Regions from separate parts of the Mus musculus genome. Here region 1 is linked to region 2. A link is a contact called in public HiCAR-type data. All regions are on one chromosome and are shown on one strand. The core of a region is the stretch at or near the end of the contact, and the rest is flanking DNA. Distances in the headings are between cores, read along the strand shown.

Region 1 (6,406 bases), core at 1,052-3,551, 83 kb after region 2:
AATCAATCAAACAAACAAAAAACTAACTTGAATTAAAAAAAAGTCCCAGGGCTGAAGAGATGGTTCAGCAGTTGAGAACACTGGCTACTCTTCCAGAGAACCAGGGTTCAATTCCTAGCACCCAGATGACAGCTCACAACTGTCTGCAACTCCAGTTTCAACCAATCTGATCTCTTCACACAGATATTCATGCAGGCAAAACACCATCGCACATAAACTAAATAAATTGTTATAAGAAAGAAAGCAAGAAAGAAAAAGTCCATTTTTCAATCTAATCACAGCGTGAAACCCTCAGGAAACATCTGATCCAGATGTCTACCCACTGTTCCATGGGATACCATGATTAAAAGGACCGGAAGGACCCCAAACGACCATGTAGTCAGGAACCCAGGACCATGTGGTTTATGGGGATGTAGGGATGGATGTTCCCAGAGGGACTGGCCTCCTGCAAGACACGACAGAATCTGCATGTGGGCCAGAATAATTTGTATGCTGTTACCTCTTCCCCATCGGCAGCTGTGACCTCCAGACAGTGTTTTCCACAGACACACAAGCTCCAGGGAAGCACACACCTTTCCTAAATCATTTATGTGCATTCCGGAGAAGCCAGGGACTTAGTAACATCTTAGGCTCGCTTCAATTAGCTCTGCAGCGCCAGGCATGGTGGCGCACGCCTTTAATCCCAGCGCTTGGGAGGCAGAGCCAGGCAAATTTCTGAGTTCGAGGCTAACCTGGTCTACAGAGTGAGTTCTAGGACAGCCATAGCTACACAGAGAAACCCTGTCTCGAAAACAAACAAACAAAAAACAAACAAACACCCCAAAAAAACCCAACTAACTCTGCAGCAGGGGACGACCTTGAACCTCTAATCCTTCCACAGGTGTGTACTGCCTGTCTTTGCAGTGCTGGGTCTGGAACCCAGACCTTTGTACTAGTTAGGAACACTATTAAGTAAGTCACATCTCCAGACCCAAGAGTGATTTCATACAAAACCTGGTCCGGTGAGCAGTGATCCTTGAAACCCTGGAGTCTAAAGGGTGCAGAAAGGTAACTGAAACCCCAGATATTCTCACTTGCTCCTTAGTGCCTGGTGCTTTATTCGCTTTGTAAAAACCTCAAATAGATGTGAAGTTTGATGTGAACTGAGACAAAATTCACCCCATACTTTCTGTTACCAAATTTAGCTGTTCCACAAACTAAAAATGTCCACTGTGGGCACGTATTTTCAGCTCAGGGTCACAGCTTTGACAGCCTGCCTGGCTGGCAGGTCAGATAATCCTTGTGTTAACACAGGTGCTGGCACATCATAGGAATTCTCACATACCTGATGATTGCATAGAGATATTTGATTCCTAAGCAACCATGAAAATTCATGTGTCAGTTCCTAAAGAGGTCGGGTTACTGGGCATTAACAAGTTTCTAAAAATGTCTAACCCTCCGTGTGCTTCTGCTTACCGGCCTGGTACATGCTGATCTAAAGGTACCACAGAGAAGCCTATCAGAGGCAGAGTTTAAACAGAATTTCCCGGTAGCAATTTGCCTTTTTCTGAGGCAGTGTTTTGTAAATCTTTTTCTGAAGAGTCACAGTTGTTAATAAGTTTCTAAGAAAAAGAGGCGGAGAGTGTAGTCAATGAATTTGCAAATGACTGTATAAACACACAAGGAGGGCGTTTCTTGGCTGTTTCACAGCTCTGCAGTGTTGGCCCTAGCATGTGGTAGGCAAGCACACCATGCCTGAGCTGCAGCTGTGCCAGAGCTGCAGCTGTGCCTGAGCTGCAGCTGTGCCTGAGCTGCAGCTGTGCCTGAGCTGCAGCGCTACCTAGCTGCTGCAGACTGGAACTCTTTGAGTGCATAGAGCCTGTGTATTGAGGCAAAGCTGACCTCAGCTCTGCTCTAGCTGCTGTTGACTTTGCATTAGATAAATGACTGAACATGACTTTGAACTTCTGATCTTTCTGCCTCTAACTGAATGCTGGGATTACAGGTGTGTGCCCCAGGCCTGCTTTGTTGGTTTTTGTTTTTTTGTTTTCTCTTTTGTTTTGAGTGATTGTGCAAATTGTCCATGTCCCTTTATTTCTGGCCCTCCTGTTCCTACCTCCTAAGTTGGGAGATTATGAAGTCGATATCTATTTTTTTTTTTTGGTTTCAATGTTGAAGATAGAATTCAGAGTTTTTAATATTCACCAATTGAGCTATATCCTAGTCCTGGGACCAACATTTTACAAATGGAACAAAGATCACCATGTCCAAAGAGCTTGCCTCTGAGGTACTGAGGGGCAGAGTCCAGAGTGCTCTTCTTCATTCTCCACCCCATGGCAACCTTTGTGCCTCTCCTCTCTCCACACTCTCCTACAGCATGGCTCTCCTCTTTCTCTTCTCCCAGTCTCAAGCCCGAGAAACCCTAAAATCCCACCTCTGTCTGTCCTCCCCAACTACTAGGTGCTGACACCTTAATTTACCAAACAGAACCAACTCAGGCAGGGTTCTAGAAGCTATGTGCAGACCCTCTTGTGCAAATAGTTTTGGGGAGAACATAATTTGCATTTGTAATACAAGCAGCTACAAAGGACATTGGTGGAGGTGCAGCTTCAGTGGCAGTTGAAGGCCCAGGACTAAAGGGGTCATGCAAGGAAGTTGAGACTTGGCACTGTGAAGAAAGCCTATGAGAGGCTATTGGTGAAAGTGCAGCCTAGTGGCAGCAGAGACCCCAGCATATTGTAGATACCAGTACCACGGAATGACTACCAAGAACAGCAGCAGCAGAGGAGGAGAGTCAGCCAGAGCCTAGAGTGCTACAGAGGGCAGAGCTGGCGAAGTGCCCCAAGCCCTTTGGAGGATCTCAGAAGATCACGTGTGGATCCCAGACACTGGAACAAGAAGCTGTGAAGTTAAAGTTGCCTTGGAGACTCTCAGATGTTAGCGATGCCAGAGCTGTGGAATACCTGCCAAGGAAAGCTGCTAACAGGAAGTTGAACATGCCCAAGATCAAGAAGTGTCTTGCTGTCATTGTAGCTGGAAGGAGTTGGACATCAGACATGGAAATGCAGAGTTGGAGTTTGTCCATCTGGTTTTCAGTCTTGCTTTGGCCCAGTATTTCCTTACTATGACATTTTAGAATGTATATTCTGTGCCTTGATATGTTGAAAGTATGCGATCTGCTTTTTGATTTTGATTTTATATGTATTACAGTTAAGAGATCACATGAGTCTCAGAAGAGACTTCTAACTTTGGACTTTTAAACATTATTGAGACTGTGATAGACTATGTAGACTTTTGAAGTTGGACTAAATGCATTTTGCATTATGTTATGGCTGTAAGCCTATGGGATGTGGTGGTTAGAACAGGAATGGCCCTCATAGATTTCATGTGTTTGAATGCTTGCCCCATAATGAGTGGCACTATTAGAAGGTGTGGCCTTGTTGGGGGGAAAAGTGTCACTGTGGAGGTGAGCTTCAAAGGTCACACATATAAGCTCAAGCTATACCCAAGTGTAGAAGACAGTTTCCTCCTGGCTGCCTTTGGATCAAGATGTAAAACTCTTGGCACCTCCAGCACCATGGAAGTCAACCCCAAATAAATGTTTTCTTTTTTATAAGAGTTGCCTGGGTCATGGTGTCCCTCACAGCAGTGAAACCCTAACCAAGACAGAGGAGTTTATATATTGGTTCCCCTTCTATTCTGAGTGGGAATCATTTGGCATATTGGCCTAGCATTTGTCTGTGTTCAGTTAGTATCCTTTAAAGGCACGAGAAAGAAATGCCCATGTTAATGAAGCAATACAAGGAAAAAAAAGGAGCTGAAGCCATCGGTTAGGGTTAAGACAAGTGGTTGCTGATAAGATGCTGAGAGCAACATGGAGTGTTGTGTTGGGCCTTTGACAGGGAAAGGAGACATAAGTGGGGATCCTAGAAACTTTGAGGCATTATATTATTAGTTTTATATTTTCAGATTTTATATTCTTAGTTTTGATAGGTGCCATTTTCTGTATGGTGTTCATGTTTGTGGCAAAGGGAAGACTCTAGGGGAGCTCTCTCTGCTACCATTACAGACATTTGGTAAATCCCAGTAAGAGCTCAGCCATTTAGTTCGTGCAGAAGTCCTCTGACATAACATCCTTTCTCACCGTCCTTTAGAACTCCTTCTAGAATGCTGGCATTAGCTATGACTCTCTTTGTTATGCGTGTCGGTTCATGTGTGTACAAGTGCACATATGTGTGTGTGGTGTATATGTGGAGGCCAGAGGTCAACAGTGGATGTTTTTCCTCAGGAGTTGGCTACCATGCTTTTTAAGAAAGGGACCTTCACTGGCCTAGCGCTTGCTCAGCAACACCCAGGGATCCACCTGCCTCCACCTTCCTGGGTCTGTGATCACAGGTACACACTGTTGCATCTGGCTATTTATATGGGCCCTAGGAATTAAACAAAAATCCTTATGATTTACTGGCTGAGCCATCTCCAAAGCTTTCTTTTTCTTTTTAAACAAACAAATAACTGAGTTAATCACATGAAAAAAATTGGGGGTCCCTGTAAACTCTACTGCTGGAAGAGAAATGAACCTTAAGAGGCAAGAAGGCTCGGCACAATTTAGTAAAGTGGGGTTGGTTTAAACTTCATGATCTGGCCCCAAGGAGATTATTGTACGCATATTTAAGCACAGTACAATTTAGAAAAAAAGGTTCCTAGTGTAATACAACCCTGGGTACACAAGTAGGCATAATTACATAGAAACTCAACTGACAGTACATGTCATTTCTTCTAAGAAGAGGGGTTCTAGAGATAGATTACAAATACTAGCTTAAGGGCTTAGGGGAGAATCTGGTGTGAGCTTAGTCATACAGATAGTGTAGAGGTCTTTTGGGTTGTTAGCCACCTCCAGCCCTGACTGTGGGAGCCTAGAGGAGCCCCTGGCCATACAAATAAGGCAAAGGTCACTGCGAATATTAGCCACCTGCGGTCCTGCTTGTGGGAGCTGAATACGGCCAGATCCTTCAGATCATGCAGATCACCTGGCTATTAACTGCCTCCATTCACAGCTTTTTGGGTAGAAAACAGATTATATATCTTTTTTTTCACTGAAAAGACAACCCTGCATGTTTAACATTCCTGATTTCCTTAGTGGTCTGTGGGCGAAAGGATCTTTGTGCTCCCAACAAAAAAGGAGAGGAAAAATATGAAAAGTTTTTTATCTTTGTATGTTGAGTTCTATGATTTCTTCTTGCTTGGGCTTGATCAAACATAGTTTGTATTTTTCAAGAAAAATACCAAGACCCTCTTTTTCTTTTGTTACAACTTGAAAAGAGAGATATGGGGTAACAGGATGGTAGTTTTCTCAAATGTGCAAGGGGCTTGATTGTCAGCAACACACATGGTCATGCTTCTCCGGCTCTGAAACTTGGCTTCCTATTAATTGAATAATGACAAATTGTTCTCCTAACATCTCAGGGGTCTTCAGTCCAGTCTAGAACTTATTAAGGACCCACTCAGTGTAAAGCGCTAGTCCAGCAATAGTGGAAACTGGGTCAAGTGTCTCTGTAAGGAAAGGCTTCTCAGTTTCAGAGGAGAAGACCTTTGGAAGCTAAAAGCATTTTTAGGCTTGGAAACAGAGCTCAGTTGGTAAGAGTACTTGCTTAGCACATGCAAGGTCCTGGATTTTGTACCACATAACTGGGGGTGGATGCAGACACCCAGCATGTGGGTAGTAGAGGCAGGAGGATCAACAGTTCAAAGTCATCTTTAATTACAATAATAAGGTCATCCTGGGCTATGTGAGACTCTGCCAGAAAATAAGACAAAACCAAAAGAAGCTCCCTTAAAGGGCTGGAGAGATGGCTGAGTGTGCAAGCCTGGCCACGTGGATTTTGGGTCTGGAGACAGCAGCACAACGTCGGTAATAATATCAGTGGACACAGGGGTCAGTCCTGGGGTCACTTAGCTTGGCTTACACGACAGCAAAGAGATTCTGACTCAGACAAGGTGGAAAGACAAGGACTGATGTGCTTTGTAATGTGTGTGCCCACTTGCATGCTCACACACACTTTAAAAGAAAAAGAAAAAAAGTCTCCTCATTCCAAAATTTAATTACTGTTCAGGCAAATGCATATGGCTAATAAGATATTTGAACATATTTTATAAAGTCAATTTATATTGAAACCAGACCACAGTATCCAACTTATGACTCATTCTGCTAATACTTAACTGATTTTTCCTCTGTTCTCTAACTTGTAATCATTATAAGATGATCTATGATCTGTGATTAATTCTTAACTGCTTAGGTACAGAGCAGTGGTGACCTCACACAATGATGGGGCCTTCTCAAGCCATCCATTGGAAAGAACCCAAAGAAGCAACCATATTTCATACCCTTCCTGTCTTTCACAGAGTTTTTCTTCCCTGATACCTACTCAGA
Region 2 (6,323 bases), core at 965-3,464:
TGGTTGTGAGCCACCATGTGGTTACTGGGATTTGAACTAAGGACCTTTGGAAGAGCAGTCGGGTGCTCTTACCTGCTGAGCCATCTCTCCAGCCCCCAAGAAAAGGTTCTTAATGTAACTCAGGACCTAGTTGCCCAGGAACTTTGCAGGGATGATGAAGTATCTAGGAAAGTAACTGTCTATGATCACGGCGATATCTTGCCTGTCTGAAGACCACTTGAGAGACAGAGATGCCTCCGAGCCATTTCTACATTCCACATGCCACACATCCTCATCAATCTGAAAGGTCAAGGAGACGTCATAGACACTATAGCCAACGTCATTTGTGTACACAGAAGAATATCCAAAGCAGAAGCAGGGTGTGTAATCCTTAGGATTAGATGACTCCAGATTTTAAAATCTAGGTTTGAATCTCTCACAGCTGAAGCCTTCAATGTTTTCTTTGCAAACACATTTCCCTGTTTCAACATTATATTAATCTCTGCTGCCAGAAGGATCGCAGGGGCATGGCCTGTATTCTGCCTCAGTGAGGGAATGGAACCCAAGCTGGCAATGGTCACACTTGTCACCCATCACTCTGGGCTTACAGCTGCACCTGCTGTTAACTGTCACACTGTGCTGAGAGAACCAATAGGGCTGTAGTTGCACGGAGAGCAGGCTTTAGTGTTCCCAAGGCAAAAGGAGTTCTCACAACATCTCTTGCACTTGACACCATCTGTGTTATCCCGGCAGTTGGTACAGTGGCCACCGGGTCCAGTGGAACGGTATAGTTCAGGGTCAAAGTGGCATTCTTGGGATGGGCCATTGCAGCCACAAGGAAAGTACTCACTGGCACTCTCAGCAGTTGCCCTCCTCCACAGCTGGTCATTGAAGAAAGACAGGCACTTTTCACAGTCAGTTCCATATGTGTTGTTTGTAGTTGTATACGAGTTTGTCTTTTTACACTCACTGTCAAGTCTGTTATATATTACACCTGCCAAGTCAACTCCGTATGTGTTGTTTGTAGTTGTATACGAGTTTGTTAAACTCTTTCTTTATACACTCACTGGCATGTCCGTTATATTTACACCTGCCACCCACAGCAAAGTCTGAGATTGTATAATAATAATGTTTGGAGAACTTTGGGGTCATTAAACACTTCATCTTCAAAGGTGTCACTTTGATGTCAGTGGCAATTACCCATTCCTGTAGTACGGGTCTGTTGTCAGAGTTGTAGGCACTTGGCCTTCCTTCCAGAGTTGAAAAGGCCATGTTGCCACCGGTGAGTCGGGAAATGTCATTGAATTTATCAGCACACAAAGCCTGTTGCTCGTCGCCTCCTGTCCTGATGAAGCCACGGTTAGCCTTTGAGCATGTGTTCTTACAGGACCCACTGAAGGAATCCAGGGCCTGTCTTCCCCAGTGTGCTTATGAATGGCGAAATTCTCTGGGCAGCTGGTGTGGAACTTGAGGCCCACGTAAGTGACATCACAAGCCTTTCCCAGATGTAGCATGAGGTTGATGGAGTTGTGGTACTGTACCCTGGCCAGCATAGTCTGGCTTTGCCACTAGGTGGCATTGGCCTGTTTGTTGTAGTCGGTTAGGAAGGTTGTAGGTGGTGTTGGCCAACGTTGCACAGTGACAGGACTTGTTGACTCCGGTCACACCAGTCTGCAAGCAGTATTCCTCAGTAGTCCCACAGGTGTTGGTAGCCACCATGGCACAGCGATTACAGCTTAGAGGTAGTTTCCTGGAGGCATCAAACAGCTCTGTGCTCTGGATTTTTCAGGAGTCTCAGGGTAGAGGCAATGACTTTGTGGGAAAGGCCCTAACCTCCATTGGGGACTTTGTGCTGGCACAGATTACTCCACAGCTCTTGAGTGAAGAGGTTGTCCCACAGCAGCACTGGGGTGGAGGGATCAAACAGGCCCCGAAAGCGATGGTCCTTCTGAATGGCCAGGGAAAGCTGGTATTGGCAAAGTTGGCTCTTTTTGTTTCCCGAATTTGATGCCTTAGGTTTGGATGTTCGAGGTGATGTGATGATCCTGGTGGGAACCTGGATCTCAGGGGACTGCTGCCCCACAGAGGTGTACAGCATGAGGAAGACATCTGAAAGAGCCAGCAGTGCAGGAGGTCCATGGGAGCCTGACCAGGTTGTGCCCAGTCTGCCACCCTGAGCACTGAGTACCTGGGCAGAGAGAACGGTCCCTATGGTATGCACTGAGGTGAGGCAGCCGCCCTGCTCTGCCTCGCCCTGCCCACGGTGATGTATGGGGTGGTGTGAGATGACGGGACCTATAAGAAATTGACACATCAGCGGTAGCTAGGAAGAGGCAGGCTTAAGGAGGTCATATTCAAAGACAGGTCTCTAAACTCCAGCAAAGGCTCAAGCTTCCTCACAAGGCCTCAGTATCTGGCCGAATAAGGCCCAACAAAGAATGAAATTTATAGGTAAGTTGTCTTGGTTAGGGTTTCCATTCCTGTGAAGAGACACCATGACCAAGGAATTGGGGCTGTCTTACAGGTTTCAGAGGTTTAGTCTAGGTAGGCATGGTGCTGGAGGAGCCTCCAGTACCTCCAGTTCTACATTTTGTTATGAGAGCAAACAGGAGAAGACTGTTTCATGGGAAGCTAGAAGGAGGGTCTCAATGCCTACCACCATAGTGACACTTCCTCCAACAAGGCCATACAAACTACAACCAAGTAGTAGTGCCAGTCATATTTAAACCACAATATAAGTGAATGAAAGTAATCCAAATTCAGAAAGACATGTTCTCTCTTATATGTGGATCCTGCCACATCCACTCCAGTGAAAACCACGTGACAGGCCCAAAGCTTGGATGCAGTTCTGAGGCAAAAAGTTTCATGGAAACTAGTCTCCTGGAGCCTTGGCATCCCATAGCACAAATGCTCCAAATTTGTCCTTGTGTCAGTCGATAAATGATTCTGTGTGCTTTCTTTCAGTATTGTTTTATTATAGGTGCCTCCAAGCAATGATTTGACAAATACCTAAGTTAGATTGAACTTTGCTTCCTAGCCTTCACCAATGTCCTAGGCAGTCCTTGAGCCTACCCTGGGCTTGGAATTTAGTAACAATGTTACCTATTCAGACGAATTGCCTCCAGTATTGAAAGAGTGAAAGAAATCAGGCATTACTATCTACTACATAGTTAGAAATTTCAAGGTAAGCTTAGCAAAGTAAGTTTAGAATTCTTACTATAGTTATGTATGGCAGACTACTTTACTTAGTAGAAGAAAGCCCCCCACAAAATCACTTAGAATAACAGCCGAGTCACTCCCATAAACAGGAATTTTCAATGATTTAGGAAGTAGGTCGGGCTGTGGTTTTAGAGTATCGCATTATTCATGAGAAGGTTAGCTAGAGCAGAACTCCCTAGCACATACTTTCACTAGCCCAGAGGAATAGCATAGTTAGGTATTTACTAAGAGCTGGCTGATGGTGGGTTAAACAGTAAATCAGAATTAGAACTATGGCTTGGGTGTGAAAGCCCTGGGAGCGTAACGACCTCACACCTGGCTTCTAAGAATATAGCTGACCTTAGAGAGGACAGACTTTGCCTCAGTTGTTACATTGCCTAGTTCCTGCTAGTCTTTATGCATGCATTCTTCTGTTTTGTGTAAAGAGTCATTAAGCATCAGGTAACCTCAATGTACCTTGGCTGATGTGTCACCTAACTTCCTTGTTTTCTTCTGTATTATAAGTCTGATGCTTACTTTGAGAAATTACATTCAGATACAGCACTCTCTCTGGTGTCCGTGTCTGTTTGTCACCCCACCGACTCCTTGTCCATCTGAGCACTGGAACCCTGAAATTCCCTCGGGTTGAGGGACTGACTGAGTCCAGTCTGTGGCAGGATCCTAGCTCTAAATCTCTAGATTTGAGTATATAACCCAGAGTAACTGCAAGAGCCTGGAAAGTTTAAAGGGACCATGAGGGAAGGAGGGAAAAGAAGCTATAGAAAGGAAGATAGTAGAATACAGGTGCTATGAAGGGGGAAAGAGGAAAAACAGTGCGTGTTGGGGGGGCAGTAATTTGAGAAGGAAAAGAGGGTAATACAGAGGGAGTGGGAGGAAGAGATGAATTCTATGTTATCATATGTACTTATTTTACGTGTATGGGTGCTTTCCTGCATGTATGTCTATGAAACACTTGAATGACTGGTGCCCATGGAGGTTAGAAGGAGGCATTAGATCACCTGAAACTGAATTTACAGTTGGTAGTGTCATTTGGGTGCTGGGAATTGTACATGAGTCCTCTGCAAGAGCAACCAGTGTTGTTAATCACGAGCAATCTCTCTAGCCTCTAGCTTTTTTTTTTTTTTTTTTTTTTTTGAGATAAGGACCTGTACTGGCTAGTTTTGTGTCAACTTGACACAGCTGGAGTTACCACAGAGAAAGGAGCTTCAGTTGAGGAAATGCCTCCATGAGATCCAACTGTAAGGCATTTTCTCAATTAGTGACCAAGGGGGAAAGGCCCCTTGTGGGTGGGACCATCTCTGGGCTGGTAGTCTTAGGTTCTATAAGAGAGCAAGCTGAGCAAGCCAGATGAGGCAAGCCAGTAAAGAACATCCCTCCATGGCCTCTGCATTGGCTCCTGCTTTCTGACCTGCTTGAGTTCCAGTCCTGACTTCCTTGGTGATGAACAGCAGTATGGAAGTGTAAGCCGAATAAACCCTTTCCTCTCCAACTTGTTTCTTGGTCATGATGTTTGTGCAGGAATAGAAACCCTGACTAAGACAAATTGGTACCAGCAGAGTGGGGTATTCCTGTGACAACCTGACCATGTTTTGGGGAGGACTGTGGATGGACTTTGGAACTTTGGGCTTAAAGATCCATCCGTTGTTAAGAGCTCTGTCAGATGTTGTGTAGGAGCTTGGAAGATAATGTTGAGAACACTGCAGAAGATGGAGGTCTGGTTTGTGAAATTTCAGAGGGAAAATTAAAGACTCTTTTCAGGGCCATTGCTGTTTTGAATGTGAAGATTCTGTAGTTCTGGTTAGCTGGGGCTGAAGAATCAGCTGTGATTAACAAGATACCAGAACTACCAAAGCAAAAACTTTGCATTACTGGGACTATTGATGCTGGTTAGCTGGAGCTAAGAAATTAGCGGTGATTAAGAAGAGACCAGCATCATTGAGGTGACATCTTCTGGGAAGTGTTTTCTGAAAGCACAAAGATGCTGTGTTCCAGAGATGGCCAAGGTTGTACTCCTGCTGCAGCAGGACTTGGTAATATGTAAGGGTCACCCAGGTGGTACTGGTTTTGAAGGCATGAAGGGGTCACGCAAAGCAGCTGAGGCTCGGCACTGTGAGAGGCCATGGAAGGCCATTGCTGAAGGTACAGCCTCAGTTGCAATTGAAGGCCCAGGACTGAAGGGGTCATGCAGTGTTTTGGAGATGCCAGTACCATGAGATGACCACCAAGAGCAGCAGCAGCAGTGGAGTACAGGCATCTGGAGCCTAGAGGATGACGTGTGTGCTACAAAGGGCCTGGCTGGAGAAGTGACCCAAGCCCTTGGAGGAGCCCAGAAGATCGTGAGTTGGATCCCAGACATTGGACGGTTAGAGATTGACTTTTGCTTTTGATTGTGACTGTGCCCTGATATTTTCCCTCTTGAAGGAAGAAACTGTTTTAGTGGAGCCCACAGTTAAGAGACTTTTAATTGTAAAAAGACTTTGGATTTTAAAAGAGATGGACATTTTAAAGAGTTTGAAATTTTAAGAATATGTAAAGACTGTGGGACTTTTAAAGTTATTTAGATATTGGGGATGAATAAGATTGTAAGAGTTGAGGCTTACTAGTGATGTGTTTGTCTGTCAAGTTGACAAGGGGTCAATTGTACTGGCTAGTTTTGTGTCAACTTGACACAGCTGGAGTTACCACAGAGAAAGGAGCTTCAGTTGAGGAAATGCCTCCATGAGATCCAACTGTAAGGCATTTTCTCAATTAGTGACCAAGGGGGAAAGGCCCCTTGTGGGTGGGACCATCTCTGGGCTGGTAGTCTTAGGTTCTATAAGAGAGCAAGCTGAGCAAGCCAGATGAGGCAAGCCAGTAAAGAACATCCCTCCATGGCCTCTGCATTGGCTCCTGCTTTCTGACCTGCTTGAGTTCCAGTCCTGACTTCCTTGGTGATGAACAGCAGTATGGAAGTGTAAGCCGAATAAACCCTTTCCTCTCCAACTTGTTTCTTGGTCATGATGTTTGTGCAGGAATAGAAACCCTGACTAAGACAGGACCCATATATGTTTGCATCAGAATTGGCTCATCGGTGGTCTTCGGGATCCCACGACTTGGGCATAATATCTTGGTGCATTGACTAGGAA

What was found. HiCAR-type assays count read pairs that join an accessible place to other places.
Region 1: a HiCAR-type map of kidney shows a contact between it and region 2, with 4 times the contacts expected there. The contact joins two enhancer-like sites. A contact is called at or near these places in 1 of 15 datasets of contacts at CTCF or cohesin (embryonic stem cells), 39 of 484 Hi-C or Micro-C datasets (the G1E-ER4 cell line, the HL-1 cell line, the Patski cell line and 12 more), 5 of 115 datasets of contacts at active chromatin or transcription factors (embryonic fibroblasts, embryonic stem cells and kidney) and 1 of 9 other capture datasets (embryonic stem cells).

Annotation. Positions count from the first base shown.
Region 1 is chr16:14,002,625-14,009,030 of GRCm38.p6, forward strand. All of the region lies in intron 1 of Bmerb1 (bMERB domain containing 1), which reads left to right. Among named protein-coding and RNA genes, the nearest start is that of Ifitm7, 19 kb to the left of the region's middle. Within about 2 kb of position 2,302, at least 56 of the 459 cell types and tissues checked have an H3K27ac peak or open chromatin away from gene starts, as enhancers often do. A contact at or near this core is called in kidney, where this site is marked.
Region 2 is chr16:13,919,702-13,926,024 of GRCm38.p6, forward strand. It overlaps a transcript of Mpv17l not described here and the pseudogene Gm15950. Among named protein-coding and RNA genes, the nearest start is that of Mpv17l, 18 kb to the right of the region's middle. Within about 2 kb of position 2,215, at least 4 of the 459 cell types and tissues checked have an H3K27ac peak or open chromatin away from gene starts, as enhancers often do. A contact at or near this core is called in kidney, where this site is marked.